Regions from separate parts of the Anser cygnoides genome. Here region 2 is linked to region 1. The links are chromatin contacts, called in public Hi-C maps. All regions are on one chromosome and are shown on one strand. The core of a region is the stretch at or near the end of the contact, and the rest is flanking DNA. Distances in the headings are between cores, read along the strand shown. Region 1 holds the start of IL13RA2 (interleukin 13 receptor subunit alpha 2). Region 2 overlaps PLS3 (plastin 3).

Region 1 (3,578 bases), core at 637-3,136:
AGTTTCCCTTTCCTTCTTTAAACTCTATCCAACGTCTTGTACTGGAAAGTTTAGCAGAGACGTTGGCAGAGGTCCTTCTGGTGTGATCACTGTGCAGTGGGAGCAGTAAGTGTAGAAGATGGATATTCTGTACAGCTTACAGCCCTAACTTTGGTGCCAGGGGATCTGGCAATTTCCACTCGCTTCATTTTTGCCTCCCCATGAGTGGGATCTGGCAACCGGGGTCAGCAGGATGAGCTGACATTGCATGAAGTCTCTGTGCCTGGCAGGCCAGCTGGCAAACACTGGAGAAAGGGCAAAGTCTCTAGATCATTATCATGGACCAGCCTTTGATCTCTGAGCTGCAATCCTGGATATGAAACAGTATTTACCCTTGAGGGAGATGGTTTTCCTACAGCACAGGGTGCCTTTGGAGTGGCCAGCAGTGCCGGGCCGTTCTCCTGTGCCTTGCATGTCCCATACAGTGGCTCAGGATGACCAATGCAAACAGCCCCAGCCCCAGCCTCTGTGTCTCTTACATAAAGATCTCACAGGTGTTGAAAGGTGCGTTGCTGGATGCTTTTATCAATGGTACAATGTTTGGTCCAATGACGAACAAACCAAAATGAAGTTCTTTAAGTTAAAAAATAAAATCAAATCAAAAAATGCTGAATTGATTTTTCCTCTGCAGATGCAAATAATTTGAATTTCACCTCCCTTCCCCCCACTGAAAGAGCAAGCAGTAAAACAGAGAAACTGCTTGGCCAGGAACGCTTAGACTGCAGCAATATCTGCTCACATTTTTATTAATGAGTCCATGCTGATTTAAGACAAGCCTAGATACTGTTTGTTATATTAAAAACTATTTAAATATTTCCATAAAAGGAAAAATATGGGATTTATACATTTACATTTATGTTAGGAGTGACCACACACAGAAAGGATTTCAAAACAGCTAGAATGTGGCTTGCAGTGTATGGAACAGGTATCAATTGTAGCAACAGTAGAGTAAATACAAAAAAAAAAAAAAAGTGTAATTATGTCTGTCTGTAAACCTGCAATTCAATCATCACCTTCAACTCTCTGAGCAGCCAAAGTTATTTCAAGAACACAAACATCATTACCATTAAAAAAGAAAGAAGTACTGGAAAGCTCTTTCAAATTCATATAGAAATGCTAGTAAGCACAAATCAATATTCTGTATTACACCTGCAAAGGTATGCCGAGTTTCAAAAATACACAACAGAATATAATTACAACATAAAGCAGACAAATTCTCCCACTCCCATTTGTCTAAATGCAGCAGAGAATGAGCTGCTGGGATTTAATGCTGATCACATAGTTACAGCTTACCGTAACAGTTCTGGACTTTCCTTTGAGCCAGGTAATGCGCAAGATGAAAATATTCACTAGCTGTAAAAAAAAAAAAAAACAACAACAAAAAAACCTGGAACAGCAAAATTGAATAAAAAGTCCTGCATATATTCCTGTTTCTAGAGAACAAGTTTCAAGCAGCTGCATCTGAACAGCCAGCCTGGAACAGTTTAGTGTATAGGATACACATGAAGAAATAGGGAAGACGACAACTGCTCACTGCTCACGGCAGACGTCTGGCTCAATATCCCCTCCCAGATAGCAGAGTAAGCACATTGTGCACGTGGGATATAGTAAACAGTCCCACACCAGCATTTGAGGGATTTTCCTGTCACCAGATGTATTTTGATCAGAGAACCCTGATTTATGCAAACTGAAGTGTTTTGTGGAAATCCACTGGTTCCAGCTAACTTCTGGCGGACTCCTGCTTGGCTGCCAGCCAGCTTGCGGCGAGGCTGCTGGCAATGCAGTGATCCTGGGGTGGGGGCAGCATCACGGGCAAACGCCACAGGCACCCTCGTCCAAGGTCAGGGCTGGGGGCTCTCTGGGAAAAGCCTTGAAAACCCCAGCTAGTCTCAGAGGTTGCAGATCTCCCAGCTCCCGTAACCTGCAACGTGAGGACTGCTGGAGCTCCGCACTTCCTGAACTAGGACTCATCATCCCAGGAATGGGTGGGCAAGTCTCCACAGGCAGATGACAGCTGATCCACTTCATTTGTGGGAACAAGAAAGAAAGGAAAAAAAAAAAGGCATGAAATTAAAACGTTTTAACTTTTTATTCAATGGGAAATTTTGTATTTTGCTTCCCCTGGGGCCTTTCAAATTGTGTGAGGCTCCTCCTCACCAAAGAATAACTTCTCTCTGTTGCTATTTCCCATAAACTGTGTTTTGACTGAGGTCCTGATCCGATGGCTGCTGCTCTCGTAAATGCAACAGAGGAAAAAAACCTGCCCCAAGCAGTTACAGGCAAAAGTGACACTGGTGGGATGGAGCCGATGCACTATCTGAGAAGTCGGACTTCATATCCTGGGAGAAGATGCTGGCAGTTCAGCTATAAATTACAGCTTTAAATGAGGAAATGCTAGTAGGAGAGCTCCCCACTGAGCTACAGGTACACCTGGTTGGTCTTCCCGAGCATGCACTGGCACTTTCCAGTTATTGGACAGTGAAATCAGGAAGAGTTAAATTTCAACAGTATTATTTGATTTGGGGATGTTCTTACACAGGTTGGTTCAGCAACAGGGCATTTGAGTTGGGGAAAAGAGCAAATCAGCCTCTTGTGGAAGTTTTGAAATCCCTGTACGTGCCCAGGGGCATGCATGCATTAGATAACCCTGAAGAGAAAAGGAGAGGAGCAGTAACTGTCTCCTTCCACCTGGTTAATGAGAGAGACTGATTCTGGCCAGAGGTGACCATGGAATGTGGGAGACAAAAGTTTTTGCCAGATCATTTAGCAATGATTTACTACTTACAAATTTTACAACTGACAAATTAATACTGACAAAGAAGTGGATCTGTGTGACTGGACCTGAGGGTAACACTACTTGAAGATCTACAAAAGCACAGTGGCTTTACAAAGCCACAGCTGCAGCTGGTCCCTTCCCACACGAGTGTCCTCATGATCCTTTCCAGTTGCAGCTTTGCTAGGTTTGCCCTTTGGAGAAGCTCACAGAACAGCATTTGCACTGACCACAGCCTTTTTGCTTGGGGTAAAAAGGTAAGATAGTACATCATTTTTGATTAAAAATCAACACTGTTCAATTTGTCATGGATAAAGGCATGCTATGCTGCCAGAGCCAAAATCTGATGTCATGGAGCATGCACGGCTAGCAGTCCAGTGCAAAGATGAATTGAGACACTACTGAAGAGCTATAAACAGTGATTTATTGGCTCAGTCCTCACAGAGACATTACTGCAAAAGCCTAAAAGCAAAAGAAATGCCTGGTTTTCCACTCAGCATCTGCTGAGCAAGCAGAGCTCCTCACCCAACAAGCTACCTCCTCCAAGGATTTCTGTAACTGAAAGTCAAGGGTGCCCCAGCATCCACATTTACTTGAGTAGGAGTCCAGTCCCTGCACTGGCTGGATGCAGATTTGGATTCCGAAGCACACAGCTGTCAGGTATCAGTGCCTGAAGTCCCTTGTGCGTAATGACAGGTTCTGGGGAAGCTGCAAACCAGAGCTTTGGAAAGCCCCGCACTTCCAGCTCTCCACAGGAGACCAGAGC
Region 2 (3,156 bases), core at 345-2,844, 130 kb after region 1:
CTGTTTTTGTTGAGTTAAAACAGTGTTTGCTTTTTGCTTTGGGTGGCTGCAGTGGAATATACATAGTATATATTCCACTATAAATCCTGTAGTTAAATATTTCCTTGACCCAACATAGAACAAGGTGCTTGTCTCCAGCTGGTCACAGGAACGAGGGAAGTGAGTTCAAAAGCCATATTGCAATTAAGCTCTTTCTTCTTGAATTCTGCATAAAAAGTTTTGCCTCCAAAAACAGATTGAGGACTTTACACACACACCTTACCCATTTCCTAAAATAGTTATCCTGTTACAATTGGAATTGTGCAGACAGGCAAGGGAGGAGGTTTGCCCTGTCTTTAAGATTTTTTTTCTGTGATAGCAACGCTTTGAAGGAGGTCAGTAGAGAACAAATGGAAATACAGCTACAAATGTATTCCAGTCTTCGTGTGCTACTAGAAGTAATGACCAAGCTTGAGTCTTTGTTTAGGTAAAACTCACCTTTCCACAGAGGAGAAAGGGGAAACTGGGCCTTCTGAAAACTGCAAGTATTTTGTGTAAGTGTCCCAAATGTCTGTCTGACCTAAACTTTAGCCTGTTCCTTTCTGCTCTGTTTGGCCAAGACTGGGACTAAGCTTTCTTCGGGGACATGGACGGGAGGTTCCAGTGCAATCCTGCCTCTGCCCTGCTGCTGCCTACCCCTTTGTAACATTCTCGTGGAGCTAATTTCCAGCTGGTCTCTTGCCACTGTTTAATATAAACCAAATGCTCTAGCAAAGGCAGCGTAGTCAGACTACTTGCTGAAAAACTGAAAAACTTACATTGCCTCTGCCCGGCTAAGAAGCTCTTGGGAGTTATGTAGCTTTCCGGGGTGGGTGGTTACAGCAGCACCCAGCCTACTTTGCCCCTGTTTAGAGCCGTCGCTAGTGGCACAGCATTTTTTGCCTCCCTCCCCCAAGGGATATATAACCTTCTTATGGATTATATAGGATAGTTTTAGTCTCTTTGCTCCCTGCCTTCTGAAAGTCTATATTAAAAGTTCTTGGAAAGCCATGAAATGGAGTGAGATTCAACCCTGTACTAATGGCCTTGAAACCCCCTGTTATGTAAGAGTCTTTATGACTGGCACTGGTCAATAATTCATGATAGCGATTAAGGCTTTGTGCGTTGGGTTGAAAACAACTTGGCACTTAGCTGTGCGTTGCTGTTTCACGTGTCGGTCGCTTTCGCAGATAATATTCTGGATTAGCATTTGGATCTCTTTGGTCTAATCTGCTGTACCTTGTGGTGTTACTGCTCACACGTCCTGCCTGAGCTGCACAGTTGCTTCGTGCCTTCTGTCAAATAGCACGCCTTGCTTAGACTTGGCTTTGTGGGAGATCTGTAGATTTTTTTAACTTGGAAAGATGAGGGTTTTTTCCACTGTAATTCATAAAATATTAAACTCAGCAGCAGCGGTAGTAGTAGACTTCAGAGTGTAAGAAACCTGCGGTCAAAGCAAAGAACAGCTTCACAGGACAGAGGTCAGCCTGCTACCAGTAGCTTTTTTTTTGTGGGCTGGAAAACATGAGGCAGCTTACTAATTAACAGCATAACGAGCTGTATGGTGAAGATAGCAGTCTAGGGACCTGAAGGCTATGAGTGACAACTTGCACTGTATGTGTGAGTGGCAATCTAGCACACTCAACTTTCTACACGTCTGAACAGAGTGCAATGGCTGTAGGAGCTGCTGGAGTTGGCCTGTCCAGCAGATCCATCCTACAGAAAATTTTCTGTGAGGTCTGAGATAAAAGGAACAGTTCTAGGGGAAGCCAACAAATCTAGCCTCAAGCTAAATACCAGGAAAAGCTTCAAGGTCCCTTGAGATGAGGTTCTGGACTTGTCCAGCGCAGCTGAATTCATAGGCCCACTTGCACAACAGAATGAGCCATGTGCCAAAATCTTCAAGTCTCATGGCTCTTGGCTACCTCCAGCACCTGGCAGGATGCCTGGGTGAGATACCAGTGTCTCCTTAAAGGTCCTGGTGGGCTGGGCTGGGCGTGTGACTGCTTCCCAGACTGATCTGTGACTGCACCACCACTGCCCTGACTCCCCAGTGGTGAAACCTTTTTAATGGTGGTAGGTGACCCGCAGATGAGTTGTGTGGGACTGAAGAGCCACCCGGTGGCTGTCTCCCACAGCCCCACTGCTAGCCAGGATCGTTCTGCAGCAGGCTGGTCTGGACAGTGGTCAACAGCTGACCAAAATTCTGCTTACTGGTCCGAGCAGGCTGTGACCAAAGTGGTGTAACCTCATCTCACGTATAGGTGGAAGATGTTACGCAGTTCCTGACCTCTGGTTCTGCGTAATTGCCAGGCTTGCTACAGTCCACAGATTTATTTTGAGAGCCACATCCTTTTTGCTGTTGTAATCTTATTTTGAAGATTATACCAATTTACTTTCTGCTTAGTAGCCTAATGAGCTGTTTCTGTAGACAAGCTGCTGGTTCTGCTTGGCATTAGAGATGGCTCGTTTGCTGTAGGCTTCTCAAATCAAAATGAGTGTTAGATAAGTGGGTACTCTCTTTGGAAAAGCCTGGTCTGAGTAGCTGGAAAGTTTACAGAGACGCTGCTGCCACTCAGACTGTGCAATGTTCATTACTGATGGGAGGTAGCAAGGCTTATGTCAGACTTGCGTTAACTTCTTGTGAACAAATCTGTACTCCTGCAGTTTATATTGTGGTTCCATCTGCAGAAAAAAAACTTTTCCTTTGTATTTTTTAAAAGTTCCTTTTTTTCTGCATGTCGGAAGACCCCAGTATAAAGAGCTACACTTCTATTACATTGCAGATTTTGCGAAGTGACTCGGATTGTATCCTCATGGAATAAACTTCATGTGGACACTTCGTATGTCTCAATTGTAAATGTGACTAAATTGGGCGTTGTCAGAAAAGGGATCAGAACAGCTCTTCTGTTTAGAAACCCTCTGTTTGGGCAGTTGTGTGTGTTCTGTAACAGTGTGATTCCAGTGTAAAACATTGTTTTTTTGAATAGTGACTTACTGTGGATATTCTTCAGGACCCTCTTTAGGTGAGCAGAGGAATGTCTGAGCCACATAAAGGATGGGCAGCCCTGGCATTTCAACTGAGAGATGTTTGTGCCTGCAGGACCCTCCTGGCAGACCACTTGCCTCCGTGTCCTT

The links. A called contact is a pair of places that touch in the nucleus more often than the background predicts.
Region 2: a Hi-C map of liver shows a contact between it and region 1, with 5 times the contacts expected there. The contact joins the enhancer-like site here to the promoter of IL13RA2 in region 1. A contact is called at or near these places in 2 of 7 Hi-C or Micro-C datasets (both in liver).

Annotation. Positions count from the first base shown.
Region 1 is chr13:12,570,938-12,574,515 of Taihu_goose_T2T_genome, forward strand. IL13RA2 (interleukin 13 receptor subunit alpha 2) reads right to left here and starts at 1,887. Exons shown (of 11, transcript XM_067005378.1): 1 at 1,663-1,887; 2 at 1,333-1,392.
Region 2 is chr13:12,701,162-12,704,317 of Taihu_goose_T2T_genome, forward strand. The region is part of intron 2 of PLS3 (plastin 3); the gene reads left to right. Among named protein-coding and RNA genes, the nearest start is that of PLS3, 12 kb to the left of the region's middle. Within about 2 kb of position 1,595, at least 2 of the 3 cell types and tissues checked have open chromatin away from gene starts, as enhancers often do. A contact at or near this core is called in liver, where this site is marked.